Linked DNA regions of Mus musculus: all the other regions are linked to region 1. A link is a contact called in public HiChIP or PLAC-seq, Micro-C and promoter capture Hi-C data. All regions are on one chromosome and are shown on one strand. Each heading gives the region's core, a stretch centred on a gene start, on an enhancer-like site or on the middle of the called end of the contact. The rest is flanking DNA. Distances are from core to core; before and after follow the strand shown.

The links. Promoter capture Hi-C pulls out the DNA fragments that hold promoters and counts their contacts. Hi-C and Micro-C count contacts between places; a contact is called where the count stands out from the background. HiChIP or PLAC-seq counts read pairs in DNA pulled down with a chosen protein or histone mark.
Region 2: a promoter capture Hi-C map of liver shows a contact between it and region 1, with 2.9 times the contacts expected there. The contact joins the promoter of Rdh1 here to the promoter of Baz2a in region 1. A contact is called at or near these places in 12 of 39 promoter capture datasets (the 3T3-L1 cell line, 3T3-L1-derived adipocytes, the C10 cell line and 8 more), 1 of 484 Hi-C or Micro-C datasets (embryonic stem cells), 4 of 115 datasets of contacts at active chromatin or transcription factors (embryonic stem cells and microglia) and 3 of 9 other capture datasets (adipose tissue, liver and pancreatic islet).
Region 3: a FOXA1 HiChIP or PLAC-seq map of pancreatic cancer cells shows a contact between it and region 1. The contact joins the enhancer-like site here to the promoter of Baz2a in region 1. A contact is called at or near these places in 1 of 39 promoter capture datasets (neural stem cells), 7 of 115 datasets of contacts at active chromatin or transcription factors (astrocytes, bone marrow-derived macrophages, embryonic forebrain and 4 more) and 5 of 9 other capture datasets (adipose tissue, bone marrow-derived macrophages, liver and 2 more).
Region 4: a Micro-C map of embryonic stem cells shows a contact between it and region 1, with 3 times the contacts expected there. The contact joins the promoter of Smarcc2 here to the promoter of Baz2a in region 1. A contact is called at or near these places in 14 of 39 promoter capture datasets (the 3T3-L1 cell line, the C10 cell line, the HPC-7 cell line and 9 more), 2 of 15 datasets of contacts at CTCF or cohesin (the NIH/3T3 cell line and embryonic stem cells), 24 of 484 Hi-C or Micro-C datasets (the C2C12 cell line, CD4 T cells, the HL-1 cell line and 14 more), 20 of 115 datasets of contacts at active chromatin or transcription factors (the SCID.adh cell line, T-cell acute lymphoblastic leukemia, acute myeloid leukemia and 13 more) and 3 of 9 other capture datasets (adipose tissue, liver and pancreatic islet).
Region 5: a promoter capture Hi-C map of liver shows a contact between it and region 1, with 2.7 times the contacts expected there. The contact joins the promoter of Nab2 here to the promoter of Baz2a in region 1. A contact is called at or near these places in 23 of 39 promoter capture datasets (the 3T3-L1 cell line, 3T3-L1-derived adipocytes, the C10 cell line and 16 more), 2 of 15 datasets of contacts at CTCF or cohesin (the NIH/3T3 cell line and embryonic stem cells), 26 of 484 Hi-C or Micro-C datasets (the Ba/F3 cell line, CD4 T cells, CD8 T cells and 18 more), 29 of 115 datasets of contacts at active chromatin or transcription factors (the 230-238 cell line, the SCID.adh cell line, SST interneurons and 21 more) and 5 of 9 other capture datasets (adipose tissue, embryonic stem cells, liver and 2 more).
Region 6: a contact with region 1 is called in a promoter capture Hi-C map of stem cell-derived epiblast-like cells, with 4 times the contacts expected there. The contact joins the promoter of Lrp1 here to the promoter of Baz2a in region 1. A contact is called at or near these places in 6 of 39 promoter capture datasets (the 3T3-L1 cell line, 3T3-L1-derived adipocytes, embryonic stem cells and 3 more), 1 of 484 Hi-C or Micro-C datasets (embryonic stem cells), 13 of 115 datasets of contacts at active chromatin or transcription factors (astrocytes, bone marrow-derived macrophages, embryonic forebrain and 10 more) and 2 of 9 other capture datasets (adipose tissue and liver).

What each region holds. Positions count from the first base shown.
Region 1 is chr10:128,091,111-128,095,618 of GRCm38.p6, reverse strand. Baz2a (bromodomain adjacent to zinc finger domain, 2A) reads right to left here and starts at 2,836. Exons shown (of 30, transcript NM_054078.2): 1 at 2,769-2,836.
Region 2 is chr10:127,756,317-127,761,258 of GRCm38.p6, reverse strand. Rdh1 (retinol dehydrogenase 1 (all trans)) reads right to left here and starts at 1,496. Exons shown (of 4, transcript NM_080436.3): 1 at 1,009-1,496. The coding sequence starts at 1,321.
Region 3 is chr10:127,583,764-127,588,668 of GRCm38.p6, reverse strand. Lrp1 (low density lipoprotein receptor-related protein 1) reads left to right here. Exons shown (of 89, transcript NM_008512.2): 14 at 59-260; 15 at 475-600; 16 at 3,916-4,056; 17 at 4,231-4,356; 18 at 4,731-4,847. Among named protein-coding and RNA genes, the nearest start is that of Gm16217, 10 kb to the left of the region's middle. Within about 2 kb of position 2,323, at least 26 of the 459 cell types and tissues checked have an H3K27ac peak or open chromatin away from gene starts, as enhancers often do. A contact at or near this core is called in bone marrow-derived macrophages and pancreatic cancer cells, where this site is marked.
Region 4 is chr10:128,457,442-128,462,445 of GRCm38.p6, reverse strand. Smarcc2 (SWI/SNF related, matrix associated, actin dependent regulator of chromatin, subfamily c, member 2) reads right to left here and starts at 3,131. Exons shown (of 29, transcript NM_001372395.1): 1 at 3,009-3,131; 2 at 975-1,094. The coding sequence starts at 3,119. n-TScga2 (a tRNA gene) reads left to right here and starts at 3,901; the gene lies at 3,901-3,982. It overlaps Mir8105 (microRNA 8105), which reads right to left and starts at 3,766; the gene lies at 3,678-3,766.
Region 5 is chr10:127,665,419-127,670,265 of GRCm38.p6, reverse strand. It overlaps Nab2 (Ngfi-A binding protein 2), which reads left to right and starts at 3,563. Exons shown (of 7, transcript NM_008668.2): 1 at 3,563-3,890. The coding sequence starts at 3,808. 1700012D01Rik (RIKEN cDNA 1700012D01 gene) reads right to left here and starts at 3,143. Exons shown (of 2, transcript NR_045171.1): 1 at 2,883-3,143; 2 at 1,415-1,848.
Region 6 is chr10:127,618,550-127,623,269 of GRCm38.p6, reverse strand. It overlaps Lrp1 (low density lipoprotein receptor-related protein 1), which reads left to right and starts at 2,122. Exons shown (of 89, transcript NM_008512.2): 1 at 2,122-2,652. The coding sequence starts at 2,583.

The DNA of each region.
Region 1 (4,508 bases), core at 1,587-4,086:
GACAGGGATTCTGAGTGTGGGAGATGCTTTACCCACCCATCATTATAAAAAGTTCAGATAGGTTTCAAAAGGAAGATCTCTTTAAGATAAGCCAAAAATGTGGGCTCAGCACATGGTTCCTCTCCCTCAACAGAGCTAAGTAGATTACTAAGGGAAGGAGGAGACAGAACAAAATCTCTCTCCCCTGTCAAAATGAGTTTATAAAGTCAGTCACGGCAACCTACGCCTGTAATTCATTCCTACACTGAAGAGGCATAGAGGAGAGGATCGCCCTGTGAGCTCAAGGCCAGCTCGGTCTACAAATCCAGTTCCAGACTAGTCAGGACTTCATTGTGAGACTTTGTCTGGAAAAAACACAAAAGGACAAAGGTCGCCTGGGGGGATACACCTTATCTTTCCAAAAGCCCACTAACCTCCACGCCCTGGAGAAAGGAGAAGTAAACTTAGGCCAAAAAAAAAGTGTGGCCGGGTGTGGTGGCGCACGCCTTTAAATCCCAGCACTTGGGAGGGGAAGGCAGGTGGATTTCTGAGTTCCAGGACAGCCAGGACTATACAGAAAAACCCTGTCTCAAAAAACAAACAAACAAAAATGTGTAACCCCACCACCACCAAGAAAAAAAAAAAAAGCTTAGGTTGGAACTGGCACCTAAGGGCAGGAGAGGGAAGAGACAGATTTAGAGGAAAGCTGGTATCTTTCTGTCCTCTCCTTTTTCCAGGGCAGATGACTCTTCCTACTTCCCACCCGGGGCTAACCAGTTTGAGACAGGGCACGCAGAGGAGGAGCCTGCGCCAGTCAGACGTCCGTGACCACGCCCCTTCGCTTCATCACCACACACCCACACACACCCACCGCTGGCTCCGGAAGAGCCGGTTACTCCTGTGCCCCACTGTTCCCACCCCTTCCGAGCCCCAGGCCTAGTAACCTCGGCTACTTTTAGGCCCAAACCCTGCCCTGAGCCAGTAAAGAAAGAGGTAAGATAGAAGACCACCAGATATTAGAAGAGGAAAAACAGGGCATAATACGTTTTTTCATCTGGTACAGAAGGGCTCCTATCGCTTTATCCCACCTAGGCTGCGATCTTCCCTACTCTCTGAAGGATAAAGGTGGGCAGGGAATACGCCCCAAAGCTTTTTACTTTTTGCCGGGTGCCTTAACATACAACACTTGTGACCTGCCCCCCACCCCCATGCCAAATCTGAACGCAAAAAAGCGGACTTGATCCCATGTGTCCCCAAACATTTGTCAATCCCCATAACAATGTGGCTGGTTAGCCAACAAGCCTCCCTTCAAGAAGCTACTCCAAAGAGAAAGGGGCCAACGGTCATTTTATTAGCAACCTGTGAGAAGAGTGTCTGGGGAACAGACTGAACCTCCCACAAAACAAGCCAGAGGATGATGAGACGTGAAGTGGCGATAAACACCTGCCACCGCCTTCTCACCCTCCAAGTTCCTGCTGTACCTCCCTGTCTCTGGGTCAGCTGTCATTGTGCCAGCCACTCTGGAGCCAGATGGCTGGGGCTATGAGATGGTGGTATGCATCCTAGCTGTACCTTCCCTTTCCTCTTCAAGACACTCCAAGCATCCAACCTTAAGCACTACAGGACACACACACTGCGCCCTTCCCAGCACCTTTAGTTGTGACTCAGAGTAGTATAAGACAAACCCTGACACCCATTCTACTAATTCTGGAGGCAGGGGCACTAGAGAAGGAGCTCGGGGCTCAGCTGGATGGAAAGAGTATTTCCTATTGAAGGTAGGGTAATTATAAAGACCTCCCACTCCATGACTGAACCGATCTTGCCTTAGCCACAGCTCTTGGCCCTGTAGCAATTCCCATTGGTTCCTTTTCGGCACTCAGGTTCGGAGGAGACAATCTCACCGTATTTTGGTAAGGTTAGGTTCTCTCATAATATGCCAAAAAGATTGTAACCCCTCCCCTTCTCCAAGTGGGTCTGCGCCCCTCGGATTTAGTCTCCAAATTCCCCAACGGACAGCTGGGCATATGATAGGCATATAAGACAGTGACATCTCGGGGTTTTTGTTTGTTTTGTTTTCTGGAGTAACCTGAAATAGAGAAGGTTGGGCTTCCTTTGCCTTACCCAGCACCCCCAATCCCTTAGAGACTTAGCCCCAGTCTTGTTCTGCCGCAACAGCCGCTGAAGCGGAGTATCACAAGGTTCCCGCAGCGCCGCTGCCCCCGGCGCCCGGACTAGGGGGAGGGGCCAGCTCCAGCGGGGCCGAGCGCCCTTCCCACCGAGATCAGGGGGCGGTGCTCGGGTCCGACCCCAAACTCGGCAAGAAAAGCTTTAGGTGAGACTTAGCTGAACTTGAAGGGTGAGCGGAGCAGGGCGGACAGCGCCCGTAACGTGCGTCGTACCCCCCGCCCCCCGCACTACCAGGAGAGGGGTTGGGGTGGCGGTTATCTCCCCCCCCCTCCGGGGTTAGGATGGCGTGGGAAAGCGCTAGTTCCAGAGAAGAGGAGGCGAAACCCAGACCGCGGGAGAGCTTTCTGGCGAGGGAGGCGCGGGGGAGGGGAGATCCAGGGCCGGAATAGGAGGGGTTCCCGGGAGAGGATGGCGGAGAGGCGTGAGAAGCCTCCGGATCCCGGGCGCAGAGGACAGGGGAGGAACGGGCGAGGAGGCAGGGCGGGGGAGAGAGCAAGGGCAGCGGGCGCAGGGAAGGTCAGAGCTTGGATCCCAGGGGAGGAAGCGGCTGCGGGGACGCCCTGCCCTGGACCCCGGGCCTGGAGGCGGATGCCGGGCCTCACCTGAAGCAGGGCCGGGCCGGGCGGCGGCGGCGGCGCAGGTGGCCGAGCCGGGCGGCGGCGCCTCCTCCCCCAGCCCGAGGCCGGCGGCGGAGGGGGGGGGGGCGGCGCTTAAAGGGGCAGGAGCCACCCGGGTGAGGACGAGCGCTCAGGGACGGCTGTCGCGAAGGCTCCGCTGGGGGAGGGGACGGCGGGTGGCGTCTCCTAGGGGCCAGAACCAGGAAGGATCCCAGATGCAGGAAAAGACAGAAACTTCTGCGGCGTAGTTGGGGACAGCGGTGGGTCTGAACTGGAGTACTTGAAGAGCTCTTTTTGCCGGCACGGGGCGCCCAGCTAAGACTTATTCACAAAGGAGGCTGGAGAGACAGTGGGAGCCACAAAGATTCAAGGAGGCCTAGGAGAGCAGGAGAGGGAACTCAAGGCCGAGAGCATGTCGGGGTCACGCACAGCGCCCTGCTAGGTAAACAGGCTTCTCCCGGCCCTATCCGTACTACAGCTGTACAAATCTGGAATCAGGAAACCACAGAGGCAAAACGCTCTCTGTCCTGTCAATGGTGGAGGCCATCCGTAACAGGGTCGTGAGGCTGATGCAGGGCTAAGAATCGACTTTATTCATTGCTCGGTTTGGCCCCAGCCACCACCACCACCCTTGCAGCAACCTCTGGGGCAACAGGAAGCAGCTGCTCAGTGCAGCCCCGACCCGGTGGTGGGTTAAAGGGGGGAGGAAGAAACACCGAGAGAAACTAGGGGGAGGGGAAGCATCTCTTACAAGACCAAGACTGAACTAGTAATGAATACAGTAAAATACTACTTGAATCTCTGCACTTAAATTGGAGCGGGGGGTTCTAGGGTGAGGAAGGAAGCCCTAACCTAAGATACAACCCCAGGCTCTTCCTTAGAGCTGGAGCTTGCCAATGCTCAGCAGCTCACCAGCTAAGCCCCGTGTCCCCCCCACAGTCCGTTTCTCTTCCTTCACTCCCCCAAAAGAGCAAAGGTTAGGCCCCACCCCTGCTGAGTCAGCCAGAGAGGGAGCTGGGCATCCCTCAGGCCTTTCCCAGGGGCAGCTATCATACTTACCCATGTCAGGCTGGCAGGACTCAGGATTAGGACCCAGATTCTCACTGTCCTTGGGTCTTGCTTCAATTGAAGGCTACTGTTGGATCCTGTCCAACTATGGGCTGGGAACTCGCAAACCCCAAAAAAGCCAATGTATGCTTCCTGCGAACGACACAGCCTGAACTGCTGTAGGGTGATGTCCCTGTATGACAGACTGGGGTGGGAGGGAGGAGGGAAGGGCGGGGCTTTCATTGGGTGGAGAGAGGGAGGAGGCGAGGACAGGGCCGACCGGAGAAATATGGAGGAAGGTTAGAACTATATTAATACTTTAGGACTGTGGTTGAAGGGGACAGTAAAGGATGAAGGAAACAAAGAGTTACAGCTAGCGAGAGAGAAAGGTTCTCTACAAACCTTAGAGAACACGAACACCGGGATGGAAATGACCTTTAAAATATCAGTTTCCAAGTCTGTACTTGGGTGACAAAGCAGAAAGAGGTGACCTGTGTACTCTTAGGTCTTTATCAGCTTTTTGCCGACTCGAGTCAGGATCTGGAGCTGTCCCCACCCGGTAACAGCATTTCCCCCAACCCAAGCTCCAAGAGCAAACTACCAAGAACAGGCAACTCAGGGGCGCCACCTTCTGTCCTAATCTTGACACAGGAGGGACTGGAGCCAAGGACGTCATAG
Region 2 (4,942 bases), core at 247-2,746, 330 kb after region 1:
CATTCCACAGGCAGAGGCAGGTAGACCTTGGCCAGCCTGGTCTACATAGTGAGTTCCAGGACAGCCTGGGCTACACAGAGAAACCCTGTCTTACAGAGACAAAAAAAAAAAAAAAAAGAAGCAAACATAAACATAAATGTACTAAACAATGGGAGTTTCTGACTCAAAAGTTAAAACAGTGGGGTATTGTTAAAGGTTAGGATTTTCTAGTTCATTAGATATTGTCATTCAAAGAAACGTTATTGAAGTGGTTAAAAAGTCCTCACCTTTTTAAAGAGAAAACAATGTATTCACTTTAACACATACAGGTCAAAGTGTTACTAGTTTTTACCCACTGGGTGGGTGGATCACAAGGTTGTGGATCACAAGTTAACATTTCTTCTGTTCTCTAGTGTTTTGAACAATGACTATGTTTTCTATTTATTCTTAGGTTCCTTTAAACCACTCCGTTTTGTTTTTTGTTTTTTCCTAACTACTAGAATATTCAAAGAAGAGCAACCCCGTTCCTAGTATTTAGTCCCCCAAGTCAGTCCTTAAGCTGCTCTGGCCTGCTCTGTACACGGAACGATCATGTCTCCCTTCACAGAGGACACAGCTGAAAGGTAAGAGCAGGTATGCTGTTGACTCAAGTGATCCACCCCAGCATGGCTCCAGATGTCCTGCACACACAGCCCAGGGCCAAGTCCCATCCTCTGCTCCAAAAGGTACCCTGCTCTAACGTGACAGGCGGCATCCAGCAATCTAGATTTTCTGCATAGAAAAGATGACAGAGCAGAGACAGGAATGTGAAGGGGTAAGTCCTCACCAGGGCACCTTCTTACCAAGACCAGAGCACTTGGGAGACAGAAGGTAGGGGCTGGAGAGGGAAGAGAGAGAGTACTCAGGTGATGTACTGGGTTACTTCAGGGCCCCCAAGCCCCATTAGGGATCTGGCCAGGGAGTATAAAGGGGAGGCCCCCTTCAAACAGGGAGACAAACCAGCAACACAGACAGGAATCTCAGTGGTACCTCTGTTCCCAACACGCTCCTTCACCCACTGAGTGGCTGCCACAATACTCTCTGTCTTGGTGACATCCAGGATCACTGTCTCCAGCCTGTCAGATGTCTTGTTCCTCAGCTCCTCGGCTCCCTTCTCCGTCAGACATGCAGCCAATACCCTCATGCCTCTCCTGTCCAGCTGTCTGGCCAGCAGGTTCCCAAAGCCAGAGTCACAGCCCGTGATGAAGACATACTTGTCTTGGAGATGGCTCACCACCTGCCTCTCCCTAAAGAAGCGCAGGAGCGTCCACAGGCCCACCAGTGCAACCAGGTAGAGCCACATGGTTTACACAGCTGCTTTCAGGACAAAATGAGCCTGCCCCGTTTTCAGAGAGTAATAGGAATGCAAAAAACTGTGGCAGGCAGCATAGCCTACAGACTTCTGGCAAGTATGACAGTTGCTCCTCTCTGATCTGCTCCTCTCTGATTGTCTCTCTCTAGAACTTGCTTTTCTTTCCTTTAATCCTGCTCCACTTCTCCAGTCCTTAAGCTGATTTTCTGTGCTGATAAGCAAATGCCCCTGGGCACCTCCTACTTAAAAAACACCTCTCTAATTGGTCCACTCATTTCTTCCCTCTTAAGTGTGTGAGATCGTCTAAGCCTAATGACTCATGGCCCACATCCGTCAAGGCCCAGGCTCAGGCTCTGTGTGCCCATGGCCCCATCTGAGCATAGGTAGAACACTATTGCAAATGTAGCCTTGGACTCTGGACAAATTTACAACAAAATTCATTTCTCAACATTTCATTTCCTTGGGCAGACTAAATCACTGTCATTCCTTGCTGGAGCACAGGAAACTAATGCCATAAGAGAGGGCAAGAAGGTATCAGTTGCCTTGTCTGGGACTGGGGAGTGAAGGTCACAAATGTGGCATCTGACCTCAAAGATAAACTGTCCTGGTTTGCTTCCCATTGACATGGTAAACACTATGACCAAAGCAACTTGCAGTGAAAGTGTTTGTTTAATTCAGTTTATGGTCTATCATGACGGAACCTGAAGCAGAGGCCGTGGAAGAACTCTTTTGACTGGCTTGCTTTCCGTATCTCACCTAGCCTGCCTGCATATTCCATCATGGGTGGAACCACCTGCAGTGAGCTGGGCCCTCCCATCTCCAGAAAGTGCCCTATAGATGATCTGACTTTAGCATTTTCTCAGGTGTGGTTCCTCTGCCCAGACAACTCTAGCTTGTGTCAAGTTGGCAAAGAACTACACAGGATATAAAACAGGAAAGGAAGGGGAGGGGGTCTGGGAGTGCCCATGAATGGAAACCCCCAGAACTACTGGCAGAGGAGAGAATGGTGTGTATAAGCCCCTCCCCAACTGTATGGGTTTAGCTTGACATGACTGAGTCATATTGAGCTCTAAGAACCATGATTGCTTCTGATTAACATGAGCCAGTTTTTCCTGCATAGTTTCCCGGGGAAATGTAAGTTAACAAACCCCTCGAGCACTATGTTGAGCTTTGCCATAGGTTGCTGTACCAGGGACCTGCCTGAATTTGGAATGTCTCCATCCCAGCTCTTGTTTTAAATACTGGTCTCTCGGCCACTGGTGCAGGCTGAAGAAGCTGAGGAATCTTTAGGGGATGAGACTGGCAAAGGAAAAATGGTCACTAGTTGTGGTGGGCATTTGTAGGTTATAGCCCCTACCCTCGATTCCGGTCCCTCTACTTCCTGTAAATGACCAAGAACAGTGGCTCTGCCTCGGCTTCCCACACCAGCCGACTGAGTACCCTGCAACTGTGAGCCAAGATATATCTTCCTCCCTAAGGCGCTTCTGCAAGGCATTTGGTCATGTTATCACAGAAAGAGCTAAAACACAGTTGGAGTCCTCCTTGGCCTGTCTGCCTTTCTTAGACTTCATAGCACCTGGGAACTGGTCCTCATGGACTAAGGCTTGGTTGTTCAACAGCATCAGCCTTGGGTGCCAACATTGTCCTCTTCCTTACTGTTCTGGGACTTTCTTGCACACACACCCAGATTCCTCAGACACTCTAAAAACAGAAAGCCTCAGTTGTACAAGGACCTGAACTTCAGCCAGGCTCCAAGAGTTGGAAAGGTGGTATGTATATCCTGGCAGGACATTGAGGAAGGCATTTCCCCTCAGGAGACATGAGACAGGGTCACAGTTTGGATTCCATAGGACCTTCCATGGGGAGTTCTGGGATGGGGAACAGGATGCCACATCCCACAGGAGGCAGAACGAAGAGGGTTCAGGGAGCCAAAGGAGTGGACAGAGACAGAAGTCAGGAGTTCATGACTCTGACTGACTTCTCTCCTGCTCGTGTTTACCCAACATTCCGTCCTTTAATCAGGGGAAGATGAAGATTTTGCTGAGGGGCAAGAAACCAGTGTCTGGGGCTACAGGGATGACTCAGTAGTTAAGAGCACTCGCTGCTCTTTCAGAGGACCCAAATTCAGTCACCAGCGCCCATCTTGGGTGACTTTCAACTCCTGTAATACCTTCTTCTAGCCACCCACACGGTATACCACATACATATAAAGAAAACTAAATCTTGTTTTTCTAAGACAAGAAACCAGTATCTAGGAAGGGCCATGCCTCTCGCCTGATTGTCTCAAGCGCTTCAGTCTTGACACAGGTGTTAGCTTGGGATCTGTCACCTGGACACCAGGCCCTCCCCGAGATGTCCATTCTCTCCATTATAAGGGTATACTTCCCCATGCCCGGGAATCTTCATACTCCAAAGCTAGTAAAGGTCTGGGCTACACTTGATAATTCAAATCAGATTCTAGCCCTCAATGTCCTTCTAAGCCAGGTATGGGAACCCACATCTGAACTGATGTACTTCCTGTTGGGGACACGGGTCTATCATTCCGGCACTTGGCAGGCAGAGGCGGGATGGTTGTGAGTTTGAGACAAGCTACCTGGTGAGGCCTCATTTCAGTACAGCCAAGACAATGAAGCAGAGGAGTGAAGCCTTTATCTCATGGCATCCATGCAATATGACTGGACTGTGCCCCAGTCCCTGCTTCGATCTACTGGACTATGTCCGGTCTTTTTCCCTGGGAAAGGAGGTGAAGGTCTGGATGGCCTTGAAGGCCTGGGTGCTTTCGACTTCCTATCCACAGGGCTTTCTTTCCACCAAGGGAGGCCCTTGATTTGCAGCCTCAGGTGGAACCTTGTGTACCACAAGAAAGACCTCTCAGGGGGCCACAGCGCTGAAACATTCTTTGAGTTAGATCTGGAACAAGGTTTCTTTTGACTAAGGGCGCATGGGCGGGGTTCTGAGTGCACTAAATACTAGAGCTTTGATGGACTTAGAGACCCAGAGGATGCGACCTAACAACCATCTCCTGTGTTTTAAGCACCTGCCCACAAGAGGTAGATGACATTTCACTCCCACCTGTGTTTCATACTTTGTCTGACAATATGAGATTACTTACAGCCTCCATTTTGTTCATCTTTAGAACAAAGAGGAATCTAGATGACATCAGCAAGTCCTTCGGTCTCTAACTTTTGGGGAGTCAAAGTGTTATGAAATATAATGCGGCCAGGGGGTACCTGATGGGCCAGGTGTGTGTGTGTGTGAGGGGGCGGGAGGGTAGGGCGAGGACGAGGGCGAGGGCGAGGCCGAGGGCAAGGCCGAGGGCGAAATCCTGTTGTACCTGACCCGTGCGGAAAGCGGTGTTGTAAGCAATTGTTAGGTCCCCGAGGGCAGCCTAGTGAGATCAAGCGGTAGGCTAACACTGACTGTGCTCTTTGAGAAATGATGGAAGCAGAAATTGAAGGCCACGGGAAGCACTGGAGAATTCAGGAAAAACTTCTGTCCCCAGGAACTGAAAAGCTCTGGAGTCAGCAAGGGACTGTCAAAATATCCACGGAACATCTGGAGGAGGTGAGGAAGCTGAGAACGAAGTAGAGCCAGTGGGAGGGATGGGAACGG
Region 3 (4,905 bases), core at 1,074-3,573, 510 kb after region 1:
GTCCCTTGGGAATCTCTATTTGCCCTCCTCTCCTCAGAAACATCACCTCCATTCCTAGATTGTATATGAGGGTCCTGAACTGAATCATGCCTTCGGCCTGTGTCACCATGGCAACTACCTCTTTTGGACCGAGTACCGGAGCGGCAGCGTCTACCGCTTGGAACGGGGCGTGGCAGGCGCACCGCCCACTGTGACCCTTCTGCGCAGCGAGAGACCGCCTATCTTTGAGATCCGAATGTACGACGCGCAGCAGCAGCAAGGTGCTCCTTTATGGGCTGGGGATGGCGGGTGGGTAGGGTGGGACCCCTGGCTTTAATGTCAAAGACTTCCCAGAAGCCTCTGTTCCCCATTCACTTCCATTCCCTCTCTTTCAACGCAACCTTCCTTTCCCGACTTCCTCTTTGGTCTCCTCACTTTGTGTATTTTTCCTTTCCTGACCCTGCCTCCCCATCCTTTTCCTGCCCTCTCCTGCAGTGGGTACCAACAAATGCCGGGTAAATAACGGAGGCTGCAGCAGCCTGTGCCTCGCCACCCCCGGGAGCCGCCAGTGTGCCTGTGCCGAGGACCAGGTGTTGGACACAGATGGTGTCACCTGCTTGGGTATGAGGGGCCTGGCTTGCACAAGGGTGGGAAGGTAGCTCCAGCAGAAGAATGGCAGAGGGCAGGGGAGTTCTCTGTGTTTCCAGTAGAGATTAAGGAAGCAAAGAGGGGGCCCTGAGATGCTGACAGGAAGCAAGGGATAGGGTTCAGAGAAGGCTCTGGGGCTAAAGGAGGATTGGGGGTGGGGTAGTTCTGAGGGCACGAAGATGGGGCAAGTGAATGAGGAACGAGACAGCGAGTAAGAAAGGAACTATTCTTAACTCATTTTAGCTTTGGCTATCATTACAGTAAAATAACAGTATTTCAGAACACTATAGGCTGGAACTACTCCTTAACAGCAGCACTCAGGAGGCAGAGGCAGGTGGATGTCAGTGAACGTAAGGCCAGAATGGTCTGCCTGGAGAATTCCAGGTCAACCCGAGCTGCAGAATAAGACCCTGTCAAAAAAAAAAAAAAAAAAAAAATCAAAAGTAAAACTGGAAAAATTCTGTAAATTAGCCGGGTAAGGTATACATGCCTAGAGTCCCTGCACTGTGGAGGCTGAAGCAGGGGGATTATAAGTTCCAGTCCAGCATGGATATTCTAGCTCAAAACCAAAAATTTAAAAAGGAAATAAGGAGAAATAAAAACCCTGATCCAACCAGTGAACATGAATATGATGTGGTAAGTCACACGAGGTACTTTCTTCCCTAGGTGGGTAGTTCTGTTTTATACACAGCCCTCATCCAGTGTGTACATGAATCTCCTGCCTCTTTCGGCTCTTACCCGCCACAGTATTCTCTGTTTTATCCTTACTATTTATTTATTGTACTGAGGATCAACCCAGTGCCTCATATACACTAGATAATCACTCCACCAACGTGCTACACCTTCAGTTCCTTACATTCATGATTTTATTGATTAGTTTTTACTTTTTGGTGGGTATTTTGCCTGCGGGTATGTCTGTGTTCCATGTGTATGCAGTGCCCATAGTGGGTGGGCAAAAGGGGGTGCCAGATTCCATGGAACTAAAGTTACAGAGGGTGGTGAGCCACCATGTGGGTTCTGGGGATGGAATCTGGGTCCTCTGGAAATGCAGCCAGTGTGCCTAACTGCCTCTCCATCTCTCCAGGCCCTAAGATCATGATTTAAATAGCCTTGATCTCCTAAACATAAGAAGGGTTCTAGGGATGCTGGCCTTCAGGTAAGGCCTTAGGTCAAATTCCCAGCACCATACACACAATTAAGGTTAAAATAAAAGTAGGTACTCGCCGGGCGTGGTGGCACACGCCTTTAATCCCAGCACTCGGGAGGCAGAGGCAGGCGGATTTCTGAGTTCGAGGGCAGCCTGGTCTACAGAGTGAGTTCCAGGACAGCCAGGGCTACACAGAAAAACCCTGTCTTGAAAAATCAAAAAAAAAAAAAAAAAAAAAAAAAAGTAGGTACTCATTGTAACAATGTAACAATTCATTGTAACAATGAATAAATGTGCTGTGCAGAAAAACATCCTACCAGGCCCTGATGCCATTTTAGGGGGGACTCCTCCCCAATATGTCTGTGTGCATTTATGTCTACATAAAAGGGCATTGCTGCATGCATGTTCTTCTGGCCCCTGCTTCCGTTGCTAAGCAGCGATTTTAGTGGCCAAACTGTACCGTTTAGTAAATGTTCCATTGTTGACTCAGCCATTTCTCTGCTGATGTGTGTTGGTTTTTGGGTTTTTTTTTTTATAACCACAGCCAACATTCACTAAGCATACATTATGTGTGGTTTTAAGAATTTCCCATGTAGTAGCTTACTTGTCCTCTAACACGTCTCTGTGGGGACAGCATTTTTTTATTTACAAGGGTTGAAACTGAGGTCCAAGTTAACACAGGCATCCCGATATGAAAGTCTGACCCCATTTATTTATTAACCCTTTTGTATTGATCACATACTTACACTTTCTCATAGCTGGAATAAACTTTTTTATCACAGTTCTGGGAGTGAACTGTATCAGTAGCTGGATGTGGTGGCCTACACCTTTAATCTCAGCATTCAATAGGAAGAGGTGCGTGGATCTTTGTGAGTTCCAGGCCAACCTGGTCTACACAGAGAGTTCCAAGCCAGTCAGGGCTATATAATGAAATCTGCTCTCAAAACAGAAATACAAAAGGGAGAAAAAAGAAAAAAAAAAAAAAGGCTCAGTAGAGATCAATGTCCTGTTGAGAACAAGACAGAGGGCTGGGAGAAGCAGAGGGTGTGAAAGGCCAGGGCACTGGAACTGTCTTTGTGAACACTGACATCATTAAGAATAGAGGCAAGGGGCTGGAGAGATGGCTCGGTAGATAAGAGCACTGACTGCTCTCCCAGTGATCCTGAGTTCAATTCCCAGCAACCACATGGTGGCTCATAACCATCCTTAATGGGATCTGATGCCCTCTTCTGGTGTGTCTGAAGACAGCTATGTATATTCATATACATAAAAATAAACAGCTGGGTGTGGCGGCACACGCCTTTAATTCCAGCACTTGGGAGGCAGAGGCAGGTGAATTTCTGAGTTCAAGGCCAGCCTGGTCTACAAAGTGAGTTCCAGGACAGCCAGGGCTATACAGAGAAACCCTGTCTCAAAATACAAAAAAAAAAAAAAAAAATTAACAAACAAACAGAGCCAGGACTGGTTGTAGAGAAGGTGGCAGTGGACCAGGAGCAGAGCATCCTTAGTCTTGATGAAGCAGCCTGAGCAGGTCAGCACTGGTTTCTAGAAAGGAAGGGAAAAACAGCTAAGAAGCGGCTGTGCGGAACAAGGAGCACACATACCACCTTCAAGGCCCTGTGGTCCACGGAGTAGAGGAGAGAGCGTTGGTGACCCATGGGACCCTGCAGAGGTTTTAGAAACTGGGTGAGAAAAGCGAATGCAAAGCTCAGGTGACTACACCAAAGGTCTGCTTAGATGCTAAGGCAGACAGTGATGGAGAGGTACCACTGCAGCTGGGGATGGGAAGAGTGGAGCATGCAGAGATCTGGGGATCTGTGTTTACTTACCAGGTGGAGTCAATGGCTTTGTGAAAGACCAAGTCCAGGACAGGATCTTGGGGGCTCCTGAGATGACACCTAGGGGCCGTTCAGAGTCAGCAGTGGACCAAGCACATCTCTGTGACCTGTAGAACTATTTTACTCTCAGACCACAGGGAGATACAGACATTGCCAGGGCAGGGTGTAGTCCCCCTTACCGTATTGAACCGAATAATCTGCTCACGGAGAAAACAGTAAATCAGAAGAGAAGTACAGGGGTTTTAGCGCCTGTCCCGTGGCCTGGGTCTGACCTTACCCCTCACACTCCTGTGGTGCCCACAGCGAACCCATCCTACGTGCCCCCACCCCAGTGCCAGCCGGGCGAGTTTGCCTGTGCCAACAACCGCTGCATCCAGGAGCGCTGGAAGTGTGACGGAGACAACGACTGTCTGGACAACAGCGATGAGGCCCCAGCACTGTGCCGTGAGTCACTGTTCCCATCCTGGGTGGCCGGGCAGTGGGACCCTGGATGTGTGCCACTGCCCAGTAGTGGGACACTGGATGTGCGCCTGCACAGGGCAGTGGGACTCTGCATATGTGTCCGTGAGAACAGAGAGTCGGTTCTCACTGACCCCTGACCTCTCCCCCAAACCCCAGATCAACACACCTGTCCCTCGGACCGATTCAAGTGTGAGAACAACCGGTGTATCCCCAACCGCTGGCTCTGTGATGGGGATAATGATTGTGGCAACAGCGAGGACGAATCCAATGCCACGTGCTCAGGTGTGGACTCGGGCACGGTAGTCCAGGAGCCAGGCCTGGGAAGACAGAAGAGCCCATGAACCCAGAGCAAAGGGAAAGGGACCCTGGGCAGGAGATGGGGGTCTTCCATTCCCTGCCAGGATGGACAGACCAACAGGACTGGGTGTACAGGGGAACAGATTAACTTTAGATGGAGATGAGGAAAAACCACGGATGGAGCCTTTTCCCAAAAACCCCAAAGATCCCTTGGGATATGGGGTCAGGCGGCACCAGTGTGATTCGGGACACTAGAGAATAACATCTCAAACAGAATGGGGGGTGGGGGGTGGTGCAGAGGACGATGGGAGAGGAGAGGGGCTAGATGATGAACTTCTGCACCTGCCCCTCCCCCCTAGCCCGCACCTGTCCACCCAACCAGTTCTCCTGTGCCAGTGGCCGATGCATTCCTATCTCATGGACCTGTGATCTGGATGATGACTGTGGGGACCGGTCCGATGAGTCAGCCTCATGCGGTGAGGGGCACGGCAGGCAAGAAAGTCTGGCCAGCTGGCAGAGGGGAGGGGCAGATCA
Region 4 (5,004 bases), core at 1,882-4,381, 370 kb before region 1:
CACAGTTTAGACAAGTGCTCTGTTAGGACTATACCTCCAGGATCCCTTTTCTTAAATTTGTTGTTGTTGTTAAGTTTCCTAGGCTGGCTTGAATCAGTAATCTTCCTGAACCAGGCTTCTAAGTAGTGGACACTCCAGGTGTATCACCATATCTGACCTAAAGCCTCACTTTTTTTTTTTTTTTTAACTTTTTAGGGCTTCTTTCTTCCTTCCTTTCTTCCTTTCTTTCTTTCTTTTTTATTGTTGATGTTGTTTTTCGAGACAGGGTTTCTCTGTGTAGCCCTGGCTGTCCTGGAGCTCACTTTGTAGGCCAGGCTGGCCTCGAACTCAGAAATCTGCCTGCCTCTGCCTCCCGAGTGCTGGGATTAAAGGCATGCACCACCACACCCGGTTTAGGATTTATTTCTTCTGCATGTGTGAGTGCTTTTCCTGCATGCCCATGATGCTCAGAAGGCATCAGATGCCCTGGAACGGAAGCTAGGGATGTTTGTAAGCTGCTATGTGGGTACTAGGAATTGAACCTAGGTCCTCTGTGAGTGCTCTTAGCCACTGAGCTATCTCTTCAGCCCCCAAGAACAACCATGAAAGAGAGAGAGAAACACTGCAGGACTAAACCTGACATTCTCAGATTACTACGGGTTGTGAAGTTTTTCTAAAATAACAGGAATGATCAACTGGGGGCTAGGTCAAGCTGTAATGCTCTGACTATTGATGGACAAGGAAAAAAAAAAAACTCCCCAAAATTTGAAATTTGAAAAAGATGAGTTTTGCTTTTCTTTTTCGACATGGTACTACACACACACTGTCTTTGAATTGCTATATAGATCAGTCTGGTCTCCAACTTTTGATTCGCCAGTCTCAATCTCCCTAATTCTGGATTACAGGCACGTAGAAAAAAAATTTTTTTAAAGAGCAAAACAAACGAAAAACCTCTTCCCAGTTCGGAGGATTTGTCCCCCTCCCCTTGAACTCACCGGCAGTTTAGTAAGCGGTGCGTTGCTGACATGTTTGCCAAAAACCTCTTCCTGAAACTGGAGCAACTGCACCACCAGGCTGGACAGAGACTTGTTGGTTGGCGGTTCTGCTTGTATGTACTTGGGAAGGAGGGAAGGGAAGAAAAACAGATTCCAGATAAATTCTCTACCACCACCCACGTCTCTCCGTGAGTTCCTGGAAGCACCTGGAACAGACAGAATTGCGCCTTCCCCTCCACAGGTCTAGTTTATATATAGAGGGCTTCAGGAGGGACTGGACCCTATTGCCACCAGCCCAGGTGACCGGGACTGAGGACTGGCAGCGAGTGACGCTTTATACTCTTCCTTGGCTGTACCCTGACGTTGGAATGGCAGGACACCGCTATCTCGGCACCTCACCTCCAACCAACTGTAAAAATTCTGAAGGTTGATGGAGCTCAAGGGAAACAAAAACCCCTTTGAGTCTCTAAGTGATACAACAATGTATTTCTTGGGGGAAACATGATAAAGACTAGGCTTCCGTCCATAATGGTGTGTTAAGAGAGCAAGGGAGTGAGGCAGGACATGCTCACTTAAAAACTAAAGCCTGCACATTTTGCTTCTACTGAAGCCAGGCATGGTTGGCATTGTAGGGTCTCCTCTCTAGCAAGGATCTCAGACCACCCACCCAGCTTGATAAATAAGTAGTAAGACAACCGCCGGGAATCCGTGAACTCAAACACTTCCGTACCATACCTACCTTGCTACCTGGGATCCTACCTTTCTGTTCTGTTCACTGAGCCAGGAAGCTACTTTCTCTTTACCTTTTGACCCTTATTTCCTCTACCCTAATTAGAGTCAGCACCTCTCGGTGGGAGGTATAAAGAGATCCGTGAAGGGAGAAGTAAATGACAAAGAGTTAAGCACTTGAAAGCTGAAGCAGGTCACAGCTGTCAAAGCCTTCGGGGCTTCACACCAAGACCCTAGACCGATCTCCCTTTAAAAGGTCAAAGGCAGAAAACTGGGAACCAGAGCCTCACGCTGAGGGTGCACACAAGTCACAGACCCAACAGCTGTTTGTCAAGAGTCTGACACCCAACAGAGAGACCCCAAATGGTTTCAGGGCTAAACTCAAACCAGAATTAGTGGAGCTTTCTGAAGCTGTCCACTGTACTCTGACAGGCTGGCTGCAAGGCTGGAGTAGCAAGAGTTGGGGGCTGTAAAACAAAGCAAGGGAAAAGAACCCTTAGCCGGGGTTGGTGAGGAAGCAGCCCATATCGAAGACAAAAAAGAAAAACGAAAAAAAGCCCAGACACCATGAAGACACAAGAATAAAAATTGGTTAAAAAAAAAAAAAAAGATAGATAGGGCTTCTTGAACCCTTTTGTTCCCCATCCTTATTTCCAGTTACAGGGTGGGGGTGGGGACTAGCGATATGAAGCTTATCCGAGCCTCTGGACCTCAAACCCAAAGCAATGCCAGGCTGGCTGGCTTGCAGAGGACTTCATTATGAAAGGAGGGTTGGAGGGGCTGCTGCCCTAGACTGCCATGTCCTGTCCCCTGAGAGGTTTGCAGCCCTTTAGAAGGAGACTAGGGTAACCCTGGGAGACAGGTGATTTCCCCAGGTAGAGACGCTTTTCAACGGCCTGCTCCGCGCCCGTCTACCCTCCTGCTCTGCCATCTGTCTCAGGACGTACACAAAGCACCACCGGGGAGGCCTGGGCCGCTCTGGCGTCTGGCTCGGCGCGGGGCTCCGGCGGGGGCCCCGCGGCTCGCACACCGGAGGGGAGGAGGCGCGCGGCGGCACCGGTCAGCCTGGAGGGCGAGGGCTGCCGGGCCCGGGCCGCCGCCCGGAGCCGCCGCCGCCCCCGCCAACGCCGCTGCGCTGCACCGGGGCAGAGGGCACGGTGGGGGAGGGGTGGGGGAGGGGCGCGGGCGGGCGGGCGGGAGGCGCGGGGAGGCCTCGGGGAGGGGCGCGGCGGCCGCCGCAGGGTGGGCCGGCCCCGGGAGCGGCGGCCAGGGGCCCTTTGTCCCCGCGCGGCGCTGCCCGCGTACCTTCTTGTAGTTCTTGCCGAGCCAGAGCCGCACGTTGTCGAACTGGGTCACGGTGTCCGCGGCCTCGTAGTACTTCACGTTGGGGCCGCCGTCCTTCTTCCGCACCGCCATCTTCTCGGGCTCGGGCCCCGCCGCCGCCCGCCCCGCTCAGCTCAGCTCCCGCCTCCTCCTCCGCCCGCCTCCCGCCGCCTCCCGCCGCCACGACCGCCGCCTCCCGCCGCCTGGGCCCCGGCCGGCGGAGCGCCCCCTGCCGGCGGCCCTGCGTAGCGGTGGCGGGCGAGCCCGAGCGCGCTCGGCGGACACCCCGGCAGCAGCGGCGGTGGGAGGCGGGCGAGCCCGAGCGCGCTCGGCGGACTTCCCCGCAGCGGCAGCCCGGCTGCTTCCCCGGGTCTCGCAGGACGCGGCTGTAGGACAGCGGAGCCCTCCCCGACTTGGTCTCGCAGCGGCAGTGGGGCTTACTGTTCCACTCCACGGGGAAGCCGGGAGCCCCGGGTCTGCAGCTCCGCCCCGTAACCCCGAGTGGCCCCCGGCACGTACGTTCCCGTGGAACTCTTTCGCTCCAATAAGTTCCTTCCAACCATTCCTGTTTCAACCCACGAGTGTCCCTGACGCTCCTCGTCCCGGTGCACCCAGCACCCCTGGTGCTACCCGGGGGGGTCAGGTGAGGGGTCTCCTCCCTCTGATCTTCGGGTCTCGCCAGTCGCCTCCGCTTTAGGAGTCGGCTGGCGAGCCCCGATTCTTCGACCCAGGTTCAAGCATTGTGGCGCGAAGGTGCGAGGGAGGGAGCGGCTCTGGGTACGAGCCTCGGGCCGCGACCCTGCACCGGTCCGCTCGCACCCAGTCACCCGTGCGGACCCTTTCTGTAAGCGCGCGGCCAACCATAGTTTTGGGAGTCACGGTGGCCGAGTGGTTAAGGCGTTGGACTCGAAATCCAATGGGGTTTCCCCGCACAGGTTCGAATCCTGTTCGTGACGGCAGTTTTTCGTATTTTTTTTCCCCCCTCCTATTAACCAGTAGTTGAGTGGTTGAAAGTGAAAAGGCAGCACTACTCCTTTAGGTTAGACCAGGGTGACATACAAACCAAATTGGGCATCGCTGTATTCGCTGTTAGGATACCAGGCACTTTGAGATATTTTTGAGAATTCTGTAACATTTCATAACAATGAAGAGTAGTCGTTTTGTTTGGGAAAGCTAGTCAAACCTAAGATTTCTAAACAGGGCATCTTTGGAGTTTGTGACCAAAAGTGGAGCCTTGAAGTCTGGTGACTGGAGACACAGAAACAAGCGTTTCTCATTTGGATTTTTCTTTTTAATTTAGACAGGGACTCATGTGCACAGGCTGCCCTTGAACTTGCCTTGCAGCCAAGAATGACTTTAAATTTCTGATCCTCCTGCCTCTACCTCTCAAGTACTAGGAGTTACAGGTGTGCCTGAGCATGCCAGGATCCTTTGCGGCTCGGAACTGAATCCAGGGGTTCAATTTGTTCGATAGGTAAGCATTCTGTTTCGCTACATTCCCTAGCCCTCATTTGAGTTTTCCTGAGATAACCTCAGGTATCACGGGACTAGGAGGAGGCCTACGTTGAGGATTTGTTGGGCACCAGAGGCTGGTTAAAATCTGTGTATATTAACCAAGCAAGGGAATTCCTTTCTCAGGCTCTAACCCTCTCATGTTACCCAGTTCTTTTTATATTTCATTTCTTGCATAGCAAAACCTTCTCCAGGAAAGGATCTCTGAGAATTCATGGAGCTCCTGGTTTTGGTTTTTGGTTTGTTTTTGGGTTTTGTTTTTTGTTTTGGTTGGTTGGTTTTTTGTTTTGTTTTGTTTTTTGAGACAGGGTTTCTCTGTATAGCTCTGGCCGTCCTGGAACTCACTTTGGAGACCAGGCTGGCCTCGAACTCAGAAATCCGCCGGCCTCTGCCTCCCAAGTGCTGGGATTAAAGGCATGCACCACCACCACCCGGCTCTGGTTTTGGTTTTGGTTTTGGTTTATTT
Region 5 (4,847 bases), core at 2,314-4,813, 430 kb after region 1:
CTCTTTATACTTCCTGTCTTCCTAGAAAACTTCTATTCATACATCAAGCCCCATGCTTCCTTGCCCATACCAGATGCTCTGTCTATCCCAGTTCTTTAAACAGGCAGACTGGGAGTGGGGGGTGTCATTGCTGGTCAGAATTCCCACAAAAGACTATACTTATCACCTTTTATATGTTTCCTATTATTCACCGTGTGTTGTTTATACGGTTGCTTCTTCTACCAATCAGTGAGTTCCTTATAGATGTAGTTTATTTTTGAGATGTTAAGTATTTCCAGGCCAGCCAGGGCTACATAGTGAGATCCAGAAGAGCCAGAACTGCAGAGAGAGACCCTGCCTCAAAAGCAAGCTGGGGGCGTGGGGCCTGAAGCGATGGTGGGTCAGCAGCTAAAGGAGAAGCTGCTTTTTTTGCAGAGGTCTGAATTCAGTTTCCAGCGCACACACAGCAGCTCACAATAATCTGCAACTCTAGTTCCAGACGACCCAACACCTTTTCTGACCTCAGTGAGCACACACACACACACACAGTCACACATAAAAGTTATTTTTAAGCGGTGGGGTAGGCTGAAGAGATGGCCCAGAGGTTAAGAGCACCCATCGCTCCTGCAGAGGACCTAGGTTTAGTTCCTAGCACCCATGCACAGGTTCGTGGGCACCCGCAGTCCTGCACACACACCCAAGAACACATATACATTAAAAAGTGTTATTTAAAAGACATAGAAAACAGCATCACCCATAAAGAGTAGGAGGAATTAATTCTGACAGGGAGGTGGGGGTGGGGGTCCAGAAGGGAACACAGTCTGAGAAAGGTGAGGTCCAGCCAAGCCTTGCTGAGTGAGTCTCTTTTTGACAGCGTGGGGGGTGGGGAGTGAGCAGAGCAATCTGCTAGATGAAATTCTCCACGTGCCTGGGAAGACAGTCCTGGCAGGCAGTATGCTCGCTCCTCGCCCACCCACTTTCTCCCCTCTCTTCAGTCTCCGCCACCCTTTTCCTTAACTACAACTGGAGATACCGTTTCCCTTCCTAGAACAGACGTGGACAATAAAGGGAATCTTAAACTTTGGTTAAATGACATCACTTGGCTGTGTTCTACCTTTGAGGTTAGGGGGGGGCGCAAGGGGGAGAGCAGGAGAGGAAGGTAAATTCGGGCACTGGGAAAAATGGAGCCTGACAGAAAATGAAATTAAAAAAAAAATGTTCCCACTCCCCTTTTGTCAACCCCCAACACACACCTGTCTGTGCGAAAACACACACACACACACACACACACACACACACACACACACACACACACCCTTTGCCAAAGGCTGGAAATTCCTTGTTCTCAACGGAAGAGAGTAGGCGGGTGTGTGGGGGTGGTAGCCGTGGGAGGAAAGCGAAGAACAGACTTCTCAGCTGCTCTGGCTGCGGGCTGCGGGGGCGCTCTGGGCCTCTGCTGGGGCCTGACAAGTCAATGCTGCTTTTTTGTATTTTTTTTCCCCTAATGTATGTATTTTAAAATACACACACAAGGACTCGGATACAATCCACAGACACAGATACACAGTAGATATAAAGAAACAAACACATAAACTCAAAATGCTGTCAATAGTCTTCGATCTGACTAGCTACAATTAACAATTTCCACACAGGCGCTCTACTTAAATCTCATGGCAAGTCTTGAGGAACAAAGCTACAAATGATACTCCGTAGTTTCACTCTCACACTCAGGTTCTCATCGGGACCCATTCTGACCCACAAAGGGACCCGGGCAAGTGTCTCAGCGAAATCTATCTTCTCTCCTTCCCTCCTGGTCCCAAACACGGGAGCCAAGGCCTCAGATTCGGCGTCTCTCCATCGTCTTCTTTCCTGGACCAGGACCAGGCACACAGTAAGTTCCGGCTCCCCGGCTTCACGCCCCAAGCTTCCCCACCCCCTACCGCGGCACTAGCTGCCCTCCCTCTCTCCAGACCCCAGGACTTAGCGCCACCCTAAAGGGACCTGTGGGAGGGAGGGGGGCGCCCGGAGCAAAGGCAGTGTGGGCGAAGGATGTGCGTCACGGGGAGCGTGGGCAGGGGGGAGGGCGGGGGCACGAGGAAACCCGGGGCCAGCGGCTGGCAGCCCAGACTCCAAAATAACCGGACGGGGGAGTGGGGGAGGGGCGCCGCACACATTGAAGGAAAGGCCGTCTAGTCGCGCCCTCCTTAGTAGCAAAGGGTCGGGAGAAGGACCCTGCACCTTCCTACAATCCCTAGTATGTTTGGAAGACAAAAACCTGAGCTATTGAAATCGTTCCTCCTAAAGTACCCATCCCTCTTCGGGAAACCAAGAGATCCCCCTCCTCGTCAGTCTGGAATGAATCTGGAATGTAGAACCCGCCCCGACCCACACCACCCACGCCCTGCTGGGGCAAGCCACTCACAAGTGCTGAGCAGAGGGGCGGAGCCGAGGTTTCAAACTAGAGGGACGTTTCCTCTGGCCAGTCGGCCACGCTTTCCACCCCCACCCTCCCTTTCCCCAAAGGCCTACACAACCCCCGCGTGCCCAATACCCCCCCCCCAACCCTCCTAGCCGTGGGCGTGTAATGGGAACCAGATGGGACTAGAAGAAACCGAGGGGGTTGGGCTCCTTGAAGGCGGTCCTCCACGGTGGACAGTCACGTAGACTACTCTTAGCCTTTTGCTCAGCTTCCACTTCACTGTCCAGAGAGGTTCAATAACTCATGACCTCAGAGAAGGTACCTGCCTTTTCCTGGCTTTGCTATCTAGTCGTCCAAGCAGTAAGGCCTGGCCATCAGAAAAGAGGGTGCCACGAAAACATGGTAAACCCATCCGGGCTCTACCTAGCAACCCCGACGTGCCTAACCAACGCTCAAGTAAATAGTAGATTCTAGTATAACTTACGACCAAGGTTTGAGAGCCGCCTCTTCATATTACAACCTTTAGGCCAGAGAACGGTGTTAAGATACCGAAGGGATTCCTGCGCAGCCCCGCGCTAACAGGTTTACCCTAAGGATACATCCTAGGGGAGCCGAGCAGGAGGAACAGCACACCCCGACCCTTCGCTAACTTTTCCCCCATCACTTCTAACATTCAAACTAACGGCTCGGCGCGGCCAGAGTGCGGCCAACGGGCGTCCGCGTCGTTGTTTGGACGCGTGTGCACGTACGTGCGCGTGTCTTTGTATACTTGTGCGTGGTTGTGAAACTGCGCTCTCGGCTCACAGGAGTAGGAGTGGTGCAGGGAGTAGGAATGTAGCCGGCGGGGCGCTCACGTGGGTACGTGGGCGCAGAGAGGGCCGGCTGTGCATCCGGCGTGGGCGGCAAGGAGCGACCTGCCCCGCCCGTTGGGTCCCCAAGCTCCCCCTTCCACAGCTCGGCCTCGGTCACCTCGGTCCCCAACTCAGCGCCCGATTCCTGAGTCCCCGCTCCGCCTCCACACCTCCCCCCCCCCCCCTTCCCCCAAGTCTCCTCCTCTCAGTCTCCACAGCAGCCTCTCCAAGGCTCAGGCCTGGGCTCCCACCCACCGCCTCCGGTCCCAGCCCCCGGTTCTGCCCACGCCCTCCTCCCGCCAGCCCGGCAGCCAGCGCAGCGCCGGGCCTCGCTCCCTGTGCGTCCTGCGGGGGAGGAGGCGCGGAGAGGCGGCAAGCGCAGCCGGGGAGGTGGGGGCAGAGGCACAGACAGAGGCGCGGAGGCTCCGAGAGAGAAGACGTGGAGGGAGGGACGGAGCCTGGACAGCGGTGGACCCGGGCCGCGCGCGCCAGGCAAAGAGCAGCGCGCAGCAGGCGCCGGGCACCGAGAGGGGAGGCACTGGTGATCTCTGGCCGTCCATGCACAGAGCTCCCTCTCCCACAGCGGAACAGCCACCTGGCAGAGGGGATAACACACGCCGGACCCCGCAACCCAGATTCAAGTTAGTGGGCAAAAGGAGGTGGCAGGGAGTGGAGATGGGTGGAGTTGGACTCCGGAATGGGGTCTAAAGGGTGGAGGTCGAAAAGAGGACGTGGGGAAGCGGGACGGAGGTGGGAGGTGGAGACTGATGGAAAAGGGGGTGAGTATTCGAAATAGGGGATCCTGGAAGCAAACAAAGACCCGATGAACCTGGATACGATAGAGTACTGCCTCGTTTTCCACTCCAGGTTTACTCAGTGGGCATAACCTGGCACATGAGCCCCCTGCAAAGAATGTCCCCCCAGCCAGGGGAAGCTCCAGAGCTTGATCTGTCAACAGTGTGAGGGGTGGCGGCTCTTAGCTGTCTCAGTGTGTCATTAGCAGGCATCCGGGAGAAGGTGGTTCCTTTGAGTTAAGCATCTGCGGGCCTGAAGGGGGTGTGCTTCAGGCCTCCCTTGTCCGTGAAATGACCATTCACAGGGTGAGGAGGGGTGCAGCCCCTTCCTCAAGAGACCTTCAACCTCTCCCGCACTCCCTTGTCGAAGATAAGGGTGGAAAACAAGCGAGAGGAGAGTAGGCGGGAGCCCCCAGGCGGTTTTCGCCCACAGACGCTGCTACTGTGGGAGTGTGTGGGAAGAAGGGCCCCAGAGCAGAACAATCAAGGCTTCCCTCCCCCTTTCCCAGAAGAGAGGGGCCTGCTGAATAGTAGGAAGGATCAATCAAAGGAGAGGGGGTAACTGAAGGGAACTGGGCAGCCTTTGGAAAGTTGGGACAGAGTCTAGGAAGGGTGCTTTAATCCTTGGAAGCGAAGAACAGGAGCAAGGGTCTACCAGGTTCCCTAAATGCCAAGGAAGAGGCCACACCCCTCCCTCTCAGCTACCTGGCCAAGGAGTACAGCTGCCAGCAATAGCTCTTAGTATTCTAAGTTAACTTTAATATGGGATGTTACATTAAGTAATGTTGAGGCTGCTGAGTATTT
Region 6 (4,720 bases), core at 873-3,372, 470 kb after region 1:
GACACTTAGGACCTTAGTAAGAACAGCAAGAGCTCTGAGCCATCTCTCCAGCCCCACGTCTCTTTTCTTTTCTTTCTTTCTTTTTTCTTTCTTCCTTTTTCTTTTCTTCATTTCTCTTTTCTTTTCTTTTTTAATGTGGTTGTTGTTTTGAAGGGTAGCCACTGAGACAAAGAATAAAAGGATGAGTGTTATCGGAAATACCCAGGACAGGTCCATGGAAGAGACGCGAGGTGAGAAGGTCAGGAAGAAGATTCATCTGTGTAAGCCAAGCGGCAGGCTCTTAGCCTTCTCAGGCTACAAGCTGCATGGTAGCTATTGATATCTTTTTTTTTTTCCCTGTCAACGTTGCCTGAGGTCAGTTTCAACCAGATTTTGCTTGGACCACAATATTGGGTGGAGACCTAGCAGAAGCCTGTGAGCATCCACTAAAAATATTTAGTGACTCCATGCCTGGGCCTGGCACTGTATTAGGCCATGGAAGCTGGATAAAAGAATAACAGACCACCCCTGCTGAGAGAAACCCTGTGCTAGAAAAAAAAAAAAAAAAAAAAAAAGGAGGAGGAGGAGGAACAGGAGGAGGAGGAACAGGAGGAGGAGGAAGAAGAGGAAGAAGAAGAGGAGGAGGAGAAGGAAGAGGAGGAGGAGGAAACCTTCAGTATATTTCAAAAGGAAGAAAGACATCAGGCCTCTACTTGAGCACAGGCTGGAAACTGGACGGAGGAAAGATGGATCCTGAGAGTCCAGCCTGGGAGACTATACAGTTAGCCTGTCCGTGAGCCGCATAAGCTCTCATTGAAGAAAGGCTCTCAGTCATTAATGGACAAGTCTATTTTCTGCCAGTGACAGGCTGGAGTGTGTGTGGGGGTCACTCCTGTGGAGTTAGTGTACTGGTCCCTGGTCTTTAAAGTTCATCTCTAGCCAGGGATGTCGCCTGCTGAGCTTTCCAGAACTTTCACTTCAGGTCACAGAGAAAGTCAGACACTAAGGGTTACAGTCTTCAAACGTCGCCCACAAGAGGGCAGTGGCCGGAAGCACGTTCGCCGGCCCTAGGAACCGCCCGATGCTTTCTGGACTCCAGAGTACCGTTCCCAAACCGACTGAGACTGGGGACAAAGGTCCGGCACTCAGCACACAGCCCCCTAGGACTGGTGTCTGGTAGCGGAGCTCTGGAGTCCTTCATTCCAACTCCCTGTAGTTTGGCATCTGAAACCCTGACTTGGTGGGAGGCCAGTCAGAAGGTATCAAAAACAAAACAAACAAACAAAAAAAAAATCGAGCCTGACCTCTCAGGGCGAAAGGGGATGGCTCTACCCCAACCCCACCCTCTGGTGAGTCACCTCTCTCCAAACCAGAGCCTGCCTCTCCTGCGCCCCGTGCCAGGCGAGCAGGGCTGGGCGGGTACTAAGGTGGGCTCCATCCCTGAGCCCAAGGCGGGCCGACAAGCTGCAGCGTGTCCCCGCGGGTGTCCCTGTTTACTCTGAGCCCTGGAGCGAGGTGGGGGCGGGTCCATGTGGCCACTCCTTCACTCCGCCTCCTGAGGACGCAGGCCCCAATCCCAGACCGGTTCTTACAAAGTCTCCAAATCAAAGCTCAGCCTTTCCCGCACCTTCCCGGCGGACCGGCCACCCCTGCCCCCACCCTAGGCTAGGGAGGCACTGTCTGGGTTTCCCCAAGGAAATCAGGCCTCCGCCTAGACAGCGGCTCGGGACCCCACTGAGGGGATCTGAAATCCTGGGGTGTGACATAGAGTTTTAAAGAGGCACTAGAGCGCAGCTCTCCTTGCCCCTTACCCCATTCCCACCCTTGGCTCTACCGGCTCTAGGGAGCGCTGGGATGAGGTAGACGCAGTTAGAGGACAGGGTGCCCGGGGACTCCCACTCTCGGACCGCTTCCCAGAACTCCAAAGCTTGTAGCGCCTCCGACTCCCCCTCCCCAGGGCAGCGCGCCAAATCAGCGCATGCGCACTGTCAGGATTGCCGCGTAGCTCTTTCTCCCCCCCCCCCCACCTCTTTTTTTCTTTCCCCGCCCCTTCCCTCCTTCCCTCCTCTCCCTGTCCCCTCCCTCTCCCCTCTGAACACCCCCCTCCCTCCTCCCCCCCACCCCCCCCCCCCGCGGCACTTCAGTCAGGGGAGCAGCGGTGCGAGCTCCAGGCCAGTGCACTGAGGAGGCGGAAACGGGGGAGCCCCTAGTGCTCCATCAGGCCCCTACCAAGGCACCCCCATCGGGTCCACGCCCCCCACCCCCCACCCCGCCTCCTCCCAATTGTGCATTTTTGCAGCCAGAGGCGGCTCCGAGATGGGGCTGTGAGCTTCGCCCTGGGAGGGGGAGAGGAGCGAGGAGTAAAGCAGGGGTGAAGGGTTCGAATTTGGGGGCAGGGGGCGCACCCGCGTCAGCAGGCCCTTCCCAGGGGGCTCGGAACTGTACCATTTCACCTATGCCCCTGGTTCGCTTTGCTTAAGGAAAGGATAAGAATAGAAGAGTCGGGGAGAGGAAGATAAAGGGGGACCCCCCAATTGGGGGGGGCGAGGACAAGAAGTAACAGGACCAGAGGGTGGGGGCTGCTGTTTGCATCGGCCCACACCATGCTGACCCCGCCGTTGCTGCTGCTGCTGCCGCTGCTTTCAGCTCTGGTCTCCGGGGCCACTATGGATGGTGAGTGAGATTCCGGCGGCCCCCATGGACCCCTGGGGGCTCCCCCTCCCCAACCCCCACTCCTGCGTCTGGATGGGGAAGGGAGACGCGGGAGGGGGTGCCTTTTGTTATCCCAGTCCAGCTGACACAGCAGAGGCCTGACTGGGGGCGGGGATGGGGTCTGATTTGGGGGATGGGAGCCTGGGACAAATGATGCTTCCAGGGCCCCCCAGCTCAGACAAAGACCAGAGGCCTGGGTAGGAAAAGAGGGCTCCCCCTTTTTCTGATCTTGGGATTAAGAGGCCTTCTCTTCCTATCTCTGGTACGGGAGGGCCTCTGCCTCCCCTACATCCTCCACCCTCCCGCCCCCCCACCCCCATCTGAATTGTGAAGGAATCCGGATTTGCTGTGTACCGCTGCAAAAGGGGGCGGAGGGCCTTTTGCAGTGGACTCTGAAGGCTGGAAGGCAAAGCCGGCTAGGGGTGCCCTGCTGGCCAAAGGGCAGGCAGGCCGAGAAAGCTGTGGGTGGGGATAGGCAGGGCCCCCTGTTTGGGTGTGGAATGAGCCCTGCATCCCAGGCATGGAGGCCCGGGTCCAGAATCCTGGGCTGCCTGCCTGGGTTCCGAAGTGAGCAGCTCCCCGCTGAGGGCCTCAGTCAGGAGCCCGGTTGAGGGATGGAGGGGTCTGGTGACGCTTATGGCTGGCTTTCCCTTCTTAATTCCTGGGAGCTTTAAGATGAGAGGAAAAACGTCAGATGTCATCATTCTGGAAGAGACTGGAGAATGGTCTGGAACGCTGGGGAGGGGTTCAGAGGAAGCTCTGTCTCCCCGATTTCAGGCTTGATCACAGTTTGGGTTGGAAGGAGAGTTGGAGGTTGGGATGGGGGTTATGACCATGCCCCCAATCCTGCTCATTTAGTAAATGTGTAAAGCCCAGCCCTGTCTCACTTCATACATACACTTTGTATATTAGTTAGGTTTGGGCTGCTGTGTTGTTTTGGGGGAATTGCATGCCCCTCGTCCCTATTTCTGTCAGCTGTTTTTCCTCTTCCATGAGTCCCCAGTTCAAGACTTGCCCAGGCTTCACGCTGGGGTCATGGGGTTGAATTGGGCTGGGTCCCTAACTTGAGAAGGGGTGAGATTTTGTGACTTCCTGTCAGGTTTGCCTCTCACTGAGGACAACAGCTTCGTAGCATCTTACAGCCCTCCTCTGCCTTCAAGAGCTTGCCAGGCCGGGATTGGGAAAGTTTTTCTCTGAAACTAGATTATGTATCCTCCCCCACCCCTGTCTCTAACTTGTTTCAGTTGTGGGAGGAGGACAAGAGGGTCAGGAGGCAGCTGTGCCCAGGAAAACAGTTTACTCAGTGGCCTTCAGTCATGTCATGTCGGGGACTGTCTTGTCTAGCTGCCACCCCTAATTTTCTGCCTGCGATGAGGAAAGAGACTTTGCCCTGTCAGGCAAGCCTGTGCAGCCACCCTCTGTCCTTCACATCTAACGTCATCCCGTGCTTTCTTCTTGGTCTCAGAGCTGGGATGGGAGAAGAAGGGAAACTGAGGCAAAGAGCTTTGGGAAGAAAATGTATTAAGCAAGAAATGGACCTGCCAGAAGCCCTGTGGAGGAGGGTGGATGGAATCAGGTAGAAGGGAAAGATGCCCGTGGAGATGTGTGGCTCATTCAGTGCTGGGTCCTGGGAAGCAGAACCCCCAAGACCCTAAATGCTGGGCTAAGTTGATAGGTGGTCATTGAATGAGGAACTCTGACACGTTCCCCTTAACTGTCTCTAGCCGCGTACCTCTAAGTCTCCAGTTCATTTCAGCTCTGCACACAGTTTCTCAGGGCTGGGATAAAGGTCAGTGGTAGGGTATTTGTCCTAGTGCACGGGATGCCCCCTGTTCCATCTCTGGCAAGAAATACAGTCCGAGAGAAAGGACTACCTCCTGGGGAGGAAGAGAGAACCTGTAGAAAAGTAGACCCCGTGCATTCTGGAGCTCTTAGCCAAGCCCTCTAGACACTGAACATTCGTCTTGGCTTTCTAGAGAAGGACCCTTCTGCCTCGACCTACCTAACAGTTCTAATTGCCCTTCCTGTT